2 separate regions of the Bos taurus genome follow, and region 1 is linked to region 2. The links are chromatin contacts, called in public Hi-C maps. All regions are on one chromosome and are shown on one strand. The core of a region is the stretch at or near the end of the contact, and the rest is flanking DNA. Distances in the headings are between cores, read along the strand shown.

Region 1 (5,128 bases), core at 2,486-4,985, 150 kb before region 2:
CCACCTTGGAGAGGTCTGACATCGATGGGAAGCTTCTGGGTTCAGCTTGGTGGTGGAAATGGAAAAGATTTACTTGCAGAGCTTTCTCTGTATCACTGGTAATTGAAAGCATGCGTTTGAAACTGTCATCTTTGCAGCCTCCATCTGCAGTTTGGGGGCGGTGGGGGAGCTTTCATTCAGCTTGTCTGCTGTCCTGATTTGGGGCGGGGGAGGTGGGGGTGTTGAAGGAGTACCGCCTCACTTGTGAGTTGGGGTTGTTCAGCTGCAGAACCTTCATATATTGATGTCTGAAGCTGGTTGGGCCTCCCTGGTGAAGGGCAGGGATTAGAGGCCAGCGTCGTTCATTGTCATTTAAATTTCAAAATGGGGCTTCCCAGGTGGCACTTGTGGTAAAAGAACCCACCTGCCAATGCAAGAGGCATAAGAGATGCTGGTTTGATCCTTGGAAGAGGAAGTGGCAACCCACTCCAGTATTCTTGCTTGGAGAATCCCATGGACAGAGAAGCCTGGCAGGCTACAGCCCATGGGGTCACAGAGAGTCGGACACGACTGAAACAACTTAGCAAGCAAGCAGAACTTCAAAAACGGTGCCACTTTCGAGGAGGGCTTCCCTGATAGCTCAGTTGGTAAAGAATCTGCCTGCAATGCAGAAAACTCCTGGTTTGATTCCTGGGTCGGGAAGATCCGCTATAGAAGGGTTAGGCTACCCACTCCAGTATTCTGGGCTTCCCTTGTGGCTCAGCTGGTAAAGAATCCACCTGCAGTGTGGGAGACCTGGGTTCGATCCCTGGGTTGGGAAGATCCCCTGGAGAAGGGAAAGGCTACCCACTCCAGTATTCTGGCCTGGAGAATTCCATGGACTGTACAGTCCATGGGGTTGCAAAGAGTCGGACACGACTGAGCAACCTTGACTTGGAGGGTGGTGGGAGGCAGTGGAGACCTAGTATGGATGTGTCTGGTGGAGGGGGCTGAGCCAGCCCTCTCTTGCCTGTGCAAAACCATGCTCGTTGGAGACACGGTTCTACCAGCCCAGGGGAGGCCTGCTTCTTTGCCAAGGTCTTCAGATCCATGTATCACTTCTAGTTCTGGGTGATGGGAGTGCCCTTAGGCCAGCATCCATTCCAGGAACGGTTCTTTCCTCTTCTTTGATGCCTGCTGGTGTCTCTGAGAGCCTCAGAGGAGAGTCTTCAAGAACACCTGCATGATATGAAACCGTGGTCCTGGCTCCGTCCACCGTCAACTTGGGCCCAAACCCAAGGAGCTTAGGCAAGAGCGTTCCATCCTGTTTTTAAGGAACGTTATTCAGCTGCGTTTGTTGTCTGGTTGGGAACAGTGATGGCAAACTGGGGATTTGGCCTGGGTGCCTATGTGTGTGTGTGTTTTAATGTCCCCTTCCTGTGCCTGGTAACAGGCAACTTGTGGTTTCTCTGGTATCTGCCATGGGGAGTGGGGTGGGGGTGGGTTGAGTTCATCTAAGTGGCCAAGAGCGCGGGCTTTGGGGTTGTCAGACGGAGCAGCCCATGTGACCGTGAGCAAGCCCCTTATCTACCCACTCCCTTTCCTTCACGCCACTGTGAAGAGTGACAGTCTGGATCTCTGGGGACCCACACATCCCCTAGTGCCAACCTGATGACTCAGGCCCAGGCCAGCTCACCTGGTGCACACCCACTGAAGACCAGTCACAGACAGCAGCTTAGACTCTTGGCCTCTTCTGCAAGCCTTGAGGTCATGCACTCAACCCTGGAGAAGGGCTCACTGTTAAACTCCCTTTGTCCTGAAAAGAATGAGGCAGTCAGGCAGGAGTTAAATGCAGGGTGACAGCATTTAAAGGCTCTGGAGCAAATTGGGGCTGCCCTGCCGGCCAGACTAGATGGGCTGCTGCCTCATGCATCCTGTCACCGAGACAGAACCTGGCCAGCTGTGGAGGGGGAGGGGGTCAGGTGAGGGTCAGGTTTTGGTGTGTCTCTTGCCACAGTCTGGGACACTAACTCCCCCTCCCCAGGTAGGCTTTGCCTTAGCAGAGCCCAGCTGTTGGCCTCTGGACCTGAAGAAATGTCAAAAGAGTCACGATCCAGTTGGGCTCCCTGGGCTACTTCCTTGCTGCTGTTACTGTCCCACGACGCTGCTCCTGCATACAGTGCTCGAATTAACGCTCCCTTCACAGCCGGTGTCTGAAGCCAGTGGGAGAAAAAAAAAAAGCACAGGCGGGGGTCTCCAGACCTGCCTGCACGTTAGGACCCCTGGGGTCTTTCACCTCATGGTCTGCTGGCACGATCCCAGCATCAAGTGTTTTTTGAGGCCTGCCGGGTGATTTCAAGGTGCAGACAAGTTGGGGAGCCTCTGATGTAGGGGGTAAAAGGATCTCTGTTCCCATGGGGAGTATCTCTGGTAGCTTCTCTTGGTGGCTGTGCACAGATTCTGTCTGTGCTCCTATGGTGAAGAATTCAAGTGTCTTGCTTGTTGAGCCTCTTCTCAGCTAAGACATTTGCTCGGTTGTAGGGGTTTCCCTGGTGGCTCAGCGGTACAGGATCTGCCTGCCAATGCAGGAGACGTAGGCTCAATCGCTGGGTCGGGAAGAACCCCTGGAGAAGGAAATGGCAACCCACTCCAGTGTTCTTGCCTGGAGAATCCCAGGGACGGGGGAGCCTGGTGGGCTGCCGTCTATGGGGTCGCACAGAGTCGGACACAACTGAAGCGACTTAGCAGCAGCAGCAGCAGCAGGGGGTTTCTCTGGTGGCTCAGCGGTACAGGATCTGCCTGCCGATGCAGGAGATGTAGGCTCAATCACTGGGTCGGGAAGAACCCGTGGAGAAGGAAATGGCAACCACTCTAGTATTCTTGCCTGGAAAATCCCACGGACAGAGGAGTCTGGCAGGCTACAGTCCATGGGGTCACAAAGAGTCGGTCCTGATGTAGCAACTAAACAACCGCAAGAAATTTGACAAGATGTATTAACTCTGCCCCTTCCTCCTGTTGGCTTTGCTGTAGTGAAGGACATTATAAAAGTGACCCTGAGACAGGGTTTCCTTTCAGGATGATGAAGGTGTTCTGGAACGTGGTAATGATGTTGCTCAGCTCTGCAGGTGCTGTCAGTGTCGTTAATGGTAAATGTTATGTGATGTGTATCTTGCCACAATCTTAAAAAATAGTGACCTGCGGTAGCTTTTAAATACATGCAGGTATTTAGATAGTGCCTAAGAAACACCGGCTCTGAAGGATAAAACACTGGGAGCTATTGGAGGCAGACACTTATTTCCAAAGCATCTCTGAGGTCTCACAGGGTGGGGGAGTGGGGTGCAGGGAGTGGGAGGGATTGATCAAGGGCCTGTCTCTGTGATTTTTCAGCCTTTCCTTTTCCATGCTGGTGGCAGAAAGGAGAGACAGGAAGGTTCCCTGTGGCTCATTTTCCATGGCTGACCTTTCAGCAGGGGAATAGGTCCCCTTCTTCCCTCTGCCCCGGACGCTGTTTTCCTCTGGGCAGCCCAGGGTCTAGTAAGCAGCCCTGCAGGGGCTATCTCCCAAAGCCTGGGGTCCTCCTGGCTCCCGCTGGGCAGTCTGGACCCCTCCTCTGGTCCTGCTGCCCGAGCCTCTGGTCCATGTGAGGTCTTTGCTGAGGCTGTAGGGCTGCAGAGCAGGCTAGTGACTCGTGGGAGCCCTGCCTTTGCAGGAGCCCTGTGAAAGGATACTGTACAGTGTGACCACTGGGAGGTCACCACTGGCCCAGCCATCTCTCTCGCTCAGTACTGAATGGCTAGCCCAGTCTGGCTGTGTGCCTACTGTCACAGACAGGCTTCCTCTCTGGGCTATTTTCAGCGGGAAGATATTATTAACTGCTGAGGCACAGTTCTCAATTTAGTGGCTAACACACCAAGAAAGCAACATTCCCTTGGTGGCGGCCGCTCTACCTAAACACATTGGCTCACGGCGGGGTGCTTCTCCCCGTGGGGATCTGCACCTCTAGCCCACTTTCTGGGGCAGCTGGGACTGTAGATTCAGCAGCTGCCATAGAGAAAAACGAGGCTTTTTCTTAAAGCTGACTCAGTTAGAGGTGTAGACAGTGATTGTGGTTTATCTTCTAAGATGAGGAGTTCTTTGTGACTGGCATGGGGCACTGCACGGAAATAGGAACTTTCTATGGAGTTTAGGGCAGTTGTTTAAACCAGGGTGATAACTTTCACCTTGGAAGTGAACAGGAAATATTGGGACAAGACAGGAAATTGCATCATTCCTTTTATGAGAAGAACTCCAGAAAAAAGTGGTTCATGAAAGGTAGTGGCTGCGAGGAGGCCAGCCGGGTTCTGTTTTGGTTTGTTTCTTTCCTAGCCCCTTCTTTTCCTTCCACTCTCCGAAGAACTTTTAGGCCATTTTCATTTAAGAAAGAGGCTGTTTGAGAACTTTATGTTATTTTTATTATTAAAAAAAAATTTTTTTTTTAACCAGAAGGGTCACCTTCAGTTGAAATGTTAACGGCAGCCTTATTTCCCGGTTTACTAAAGAATCTTTCATGACTTTTTCAGCTTCCTTCCCCAAGTGGTGAAGCTGAGCAGCTCTTGGCTGGAAGCGAATTTTGGTTTGGCTACACAGTCTTCTTCCATGCTGAGCCCCACCCTGTGTCATTAGCTCAGTTTTAACTTGCAAAAAAAAACAACACACACACACACACACACACACACAAACAAACATATTTTGGGGGGCAGGGGGGTAGGTAGAAATCTACTGATGCCCATAGCCTTTTCACCCCAGCGTGGGGTCCCCTTGACCACGGTGCCTGACACCTGGAAGGCTGGGGCTGTCTTTATTTACAAGCTCTGAGCCTCCTTTTGCTCAGGGAGTCCCTGCCTTAGCTTCCTGAGTGTCTAGTGCTGGGGTTCTGGTGAAAAGAGGTGGCAGACAACAGTTCCCCTGGTGCAGCTGTGCCCGGGAGCTGTGCTTTGCCCTGGGGCACGGGGGTATCGTGGCCCTCAGACACCCAGTAGCTTCCCCCAGAAAGAGGGCTTGTGCAGCCCCTTAGTGGAGAAGGTGGGGTTGTGCCGGGTGTGAAAACAGTTGTCATTTTACTCATCTCTGGGTTTCTAAGTCCCCTCTTTGACAGAGTCATTGTTCTCTGACGGGGGTGGGACATGGGACA
Region 2 (4,915 bases), core at 501-3,000:
TAGGAAGGATGCAGTCTGAGAATAGTGGCCAGTCCTTTCCGGACAGGGCAGCTGGCAACCGCTCAAATCACATCCTATGTAAAGCTTGCCCATGCAGCTTGCAGTGTAGACCAGCTTCGGTTTGAGGCTCGGCACCGGGGAACCCCTCAGCAAAGGCTCTCCCGGCTGGTGCGCATGCAGGGGCCTGCGTGGTCCTTGTGTCTAACGGGCCCCCTGCCAGTCTGTATTCCAGGCTGAGGTGCTGAGTGGCCTTTCAGACCCAGGAAAGGAAAGCCAGGGCAGCGAGTGCATCAGTCACTAAGGGGTGAGGACACAGGACAGGAGAAGGTCAACCGGGCAGAAAGCAGAAAACCCTTTGTAATGTGGGGTGCGCTGGGAAGGCGGGCCCAAGCCAGGGAGCAGGATGTACTCAGCAAAGTTCCCCACTTTCCAACGCTGCCCCAGCTGGCTCTGGTTCCCCAAATCAGGTAGCGGGGTGGCCAATGGCTGGCAGGGGCGGGGGTGCGGGCGGGCAGGCAGCAGCTGCCCTGGGCCCCAGGCGCCGGGCATTCCTCCTCTAAGCTCCCCACGCGTCCCCAGCCCCGTTTATAAGGCACAGGGAGCCAAGAAGTCTGTGTGGCCCCGCCAACTCAGCCAGGAGGCCCCAGGAGGGAACCCAAGCCCTGGGGTGAGGGGGAGCCGGCCTCCCCTGCCAGCCCCGGAGCCCCTGGCATCTGACCTGCAGCCTCTGGGTGCCCTGCGGGCTTGGGATCCAGCCAAGGAAGGGGAGAGCTGAATGCTGAGAGGGCCGTGGGGGTGGGTGGCGCTCACGCCCCTCGGGTGCTCGCTGCACGCTTTAAATAGCTCAGCTTCCCTCAGCCTAGCAGTCCTGACGGCCCTCCCTGCCAGCTCCTTCTCTCACTTTCCACACCGGGGACGGCTGATCTCCAGGTCAGGATGGGGAGGGGGTGAGGGGACACAGCGACCCGGCTTCTGCGGGGTCAGCATATGTTAGGAAAGACACGCAAAGTTAGCCCTCGCCCCTCTACAACCTGTTTGACTTTATCCTCCAGGCTAGGCGAACGCCCTGTGCCCCTGATGGGGTGAGGGCTTCGCACAGCCCTGCCTTCTCCTGGGAGAAGTGGGTGCCCAACCCAGACCACGTTCTATCTTGGCAAATCTGTGACTGGCACCGGCACTCGCTGAGAGCCTCCACTGCCTCCCAGCCTGCCCTGGGGCCCATTCCCGCAGGGCCCATCCTTGGCGGGGGGCCACGGACCACCAAGCGCCCTCCCCCCTGCCCCTCCCCACCAGTTTTCTCCAGCCCAGCCTTTGCTCAGCAGCTCCAGCATTCAAAAACCAGTCTGATCCCTTTACAGTTTACAAACTGTCTTCACGTCCTTATTTCGTAAGAGCTTTCCGACCACCCGGAGCAACGTGCGGGGCAGATATAAAAATAATCCCCATTTTACAGCCAACAAGATCGAGAGCCAGAAATATGAGGGGAGGTATCCAAGTTCATATGTCAAAGTACTGATACAATCAAGACCGAAACCCAGGCCTTAAACCATTCGCACTGCAAGAATGTTCCCTCTTGCTGCACCCCCTCCAGCGCTCTTTGGCAAGAGGGGACAGAGGAACATCGACAGGAACACAGGACAAGGGGGAGGGGAGGGCAGGGCCACATGTCTTGTCTCCCAGGCCCTGAACCCTGCTGCTGGCTCCATAGGTCACTTTCACAACCCAGGACAGAAATCTCACTAGATACGGCCTCAGACCGCCTGGCTCCAGCCACCCTGGCCGGCAGACGCAGACGCACACAGACACACAGAGAACGGGCTGTTATCTGTCCCCTCCAGCCCGTTTCCTACACTTCTCACACAGCAGATTTCTTCCAGCCTGGCCGCCTCTCCCAGTCACCACCCACAGCCGCGGGCCCCTGGGGCCCGGCCAAGTCCCCTAGACGGTGACGCCGAGTCCCTGCTATCAGACTGCCTCTGCCCTCCCAGCCGCCGCCCCCAGAGTTCCCTGGAAATGTCCCTTCTGCGGGCCCGGCCCCCACTGCGACGCACGGCTTTTGTCTGCACACACAGCTGACTTGTGTTTGCAGGGACAGACAGGGGCTGGCGCTGGGGCCAGAGCCAGGAGGCGCTGGGAGGGTAGAGCAGACGGGAGGGGGAAAAACACAGAGTCCAGTGAAGAAAATTGCTGCAAGCGAAGACTTCGGGGTCATTTGGGAACCTGAGAACAAGAATAGGGGCTCACAAAGCCAGAAGCTCCTCGAGGGTAGGGCTGGGGGGCTTCACAAACATTGGCTGTCTGGTCCAAGGACGTGAGAGCTGTGCCAGCCAGAAAGGGTGGGATGGGGGCGGGTGGGGGCGGGTGGGACAGAGGGGAGGGACAGAAGCCCCACCTCAGCCCTCTGTCCTCTAGGAACAGAGGGGGCTCTACAGCTTGCCAGGCTCCTTCGTCCGTGGGATTCTTCAGGCAAGAATAGTGGAGTGGGTTGCGATGCCCTCCTCCAGGGGATCTTTCCGACCCAGGGATCGAACCCGCGTCTCTGGCATCTCCTGCACTGGCAGGCGGGTCCTTTACCACCTGCACCACCTGGGAAGGCCCTACAGATGCTTGCCCTGAGAGCTCTCGTTCCCACCAGCTCTCAAGAAGGCTGCCTCTTCTGTTGGGGCTGGTGGGAGAGGAAGCACAGGGGAGCTGGTGCCAGGTGCCAACCTGTCGTGTTTTTGAACTTCCCTTTATCAGGCAGAGGAGCTGCGGTGTCTGTACGGGCCGGACCACATCTGCAGGGAAAGGATGCTCACGAACCCCAGGCCGCAGAAGCCCATGTGGGAATGAGCTGTATTAAGTGTTGCTCGCCTTCCCGTAGCCCACCGCCTTCCGACCTTTTAGGTTTTGAACCCTGGGCTACTTAACCTGATTCTGAAATGAAGCTGCAGCTGCTGAAATGTATAGGGGTCACCGTAAATCAAGCTGTATAGGGGGAGTTTAAAAAAAAGGAAAAAAGAGGTCAGGCATGGCGGTAGCGGTGAAGAAGGTTTTTTCAGTGTGGCTCCTTCTCCGGGGTGACACTCTGGGCTGGGTGCTGGGGAAACCTTAGAAGGGCTCCTTTGGGATTGAGCAACCTGGCGCCTCGGCTCACACCCCAGGGTCCTCACTTCTTAATAATCTAGAGCTTTAGAAACAAGGCCCCATGTAGGCACGCACTCTGCCTTCTGCCTTCTCACTGTGCCAGCCTGAAGTGTCTTCCTCTCAGGCTGGGGGTGGGGTGCAGTGAGGAAGGGACCCATTAAAAGTGTGGCCACCCCTCCCTCTGGTCTAGAAAGGTGATGGAAGCACGAAGCCTCATCTGAGACACGATCTACTTCCTTGGGCTCTCGTGGCTGCAGCCTGTCATGGGAAACTCAAGCTACCCTTGACTGCAGGGCTGCACACAGACACGTGCTCCCCAGGGACCCAGGTGCCCAGGACACCAGCGGTGCCCACTCATCAGGATCCACTATGACCCTGGGCTGCAGCCTCCAGCCCCTGGGGCCGCAAAGTGGAGCAAATCAGATCAAATGGAGTTCTCTTTTTTGACTTTTTTCATGAATGGTGAGGGTGATGGGCTAGAAACCAGGGGTGGGACGGCCACAGAGGAGAAGCGGAGGCTGGCTGGGGACAGCCTGGTGGACAGGGACACCTCTTTACCCCCGACACCCCTGCGACAGGCAGGGGACAGCAGGCCCGGGGCGCCCACTGAGCTCTGGCCTGGAAACTGTCTCCAGATTCTTTCAGCCATCAGACGACTATGGGGGGATTACCCAGCCCCTTGATCAGCCTTCGGGGAAGGAGGTTCTGATCAGGTCATCTAAAGGGCATTCTCTCATCTCGCTTCCCCCCCGCCACCTGCTTTCTGCTCCAGACCTGCCACCTGGCCGCCCCAGCCACACCGATACAACACCCGTCTGGCCCCCAGGGGCCCACAGGCAGCAGGGCGCTCTGCGGAGGGTACAGGACGCCAGGTGACTGGGGTCCAGCGCCGCCCAGAGGCCCACAGGCTGCAGGGCGCTCTGTGGAGGGTACAGGACGCCAGGTGACTGGGGTCCAGCGCCTCCCAGGGGCCCACAGGCTGCAGGGCGCTCTGCGGAGGGTACAGGACGCCAGGTGACTGGGGTCCAGCGCCGCCCAGGGGCCCACAGGCTGCAGGGCGCTCTGCGGGGGGTACAGGACGCCTGGTGACTGGGGTCCAGCGACGCTCCTGTCACGGGCTGTGTGACGTCAGGCGCGTGTTTCCTAAGCTTTCCGGCCCTTCCTTTACCCATGCGTAGAACGGAACTAATAATGCCCAACTCGCAAGAGTATCCTGGTGGGTACATAGGGCTCACGGTGTCTGCACACAGACAGTGCACAATTAATGCCTGGAGGGTGACTGCCTGGCTGAGACCGAGGAGGAAACAGGGCTCTCAGACAAGACACCTGGCAGCAACCTTTGGACACTATGCTGGCCTGTCTCAGAGACCTGGAAGGGAGCTTCCAGAGGTTTCTTGTCTCAGGGATGGGGGCCCACTGGGCCTGGAAATTGCTGGAAGGTAGCTTTGCAGCAGAGGCACCATCCCATTGTGACTTAAATGGTTAAATCTTAAATGGTTTAACTTAAATCTCTGGATGTGAGAGTTGGACTATAAAGAAAGCTGAGCGCCGAAGAATTGATGTTTTTGGATTGCGGTGTTGGAGAAGACTCTTGAGAGTCCCTTGGACTGCAAGGAGATCCAACCAGTCCATCCTAAAGGAGATCAGTCCTGGGTGTTCACTGAAAGGAAGGACTGATGCTGAAGCTGAAACTCCAATACTTTGGCCACCTGATGGGAAGAACTGACTCATCTGAAAAGACCCTGATGCTGGGAAAGATTGAAAGCGGGAGAAGGGGACGACAGAGGAT

The links. A called contact is a pair of places that touch in the nucleus more often than the background predicts.
Region 1: a Hi-C map of liver shows a contact between it and region 2, with 2.4 times the contacts expected there. The contact joins two enhancer-like sites. A contact is called at or near these places in 2 of 11 Hi-C or Micro-C datasets (liver and skin fibroblasts).

What each region holds. Positions count from the first base shown.
Region 1 is chr24:48,611,393-48,616,520 of ARS-UCD2.0, reverse strand. All of the region lies in intron 3 of SMAD7 (SMAD family member 7), which reads left to right. Among named protein-coding and RNA genes, the nearest start is that of SMAD7, 13 kb to the left of the region's middle. Within about 2 kb of position 3,735, at least 42 of the 102 cell types and tissues checked have an H3K27ac peak or open chromatin away from gene starts, as enhancers often do. A contact at or near this core is called in liver, where this site is marked.
Region 2 is chr24:48,459,631-48,464,545 of ARS-UCD2.0, reverse strand. The region is part of intron 9 of CTIF (cap binding complex dependent translation initiation factor); the gene reads right to left. Among named protein-coding and RNA genes, the nearest start is that of SMAD7, 170 kb to the left of the region's middle. Within about 2 kb of position 1,750, at least 46 of the 102 cell types and tissues checked have an H3K27ac peak or open chromatin away from gene starts, as enhancers often do. A contact at or near this core is called in liver, where this site is marked.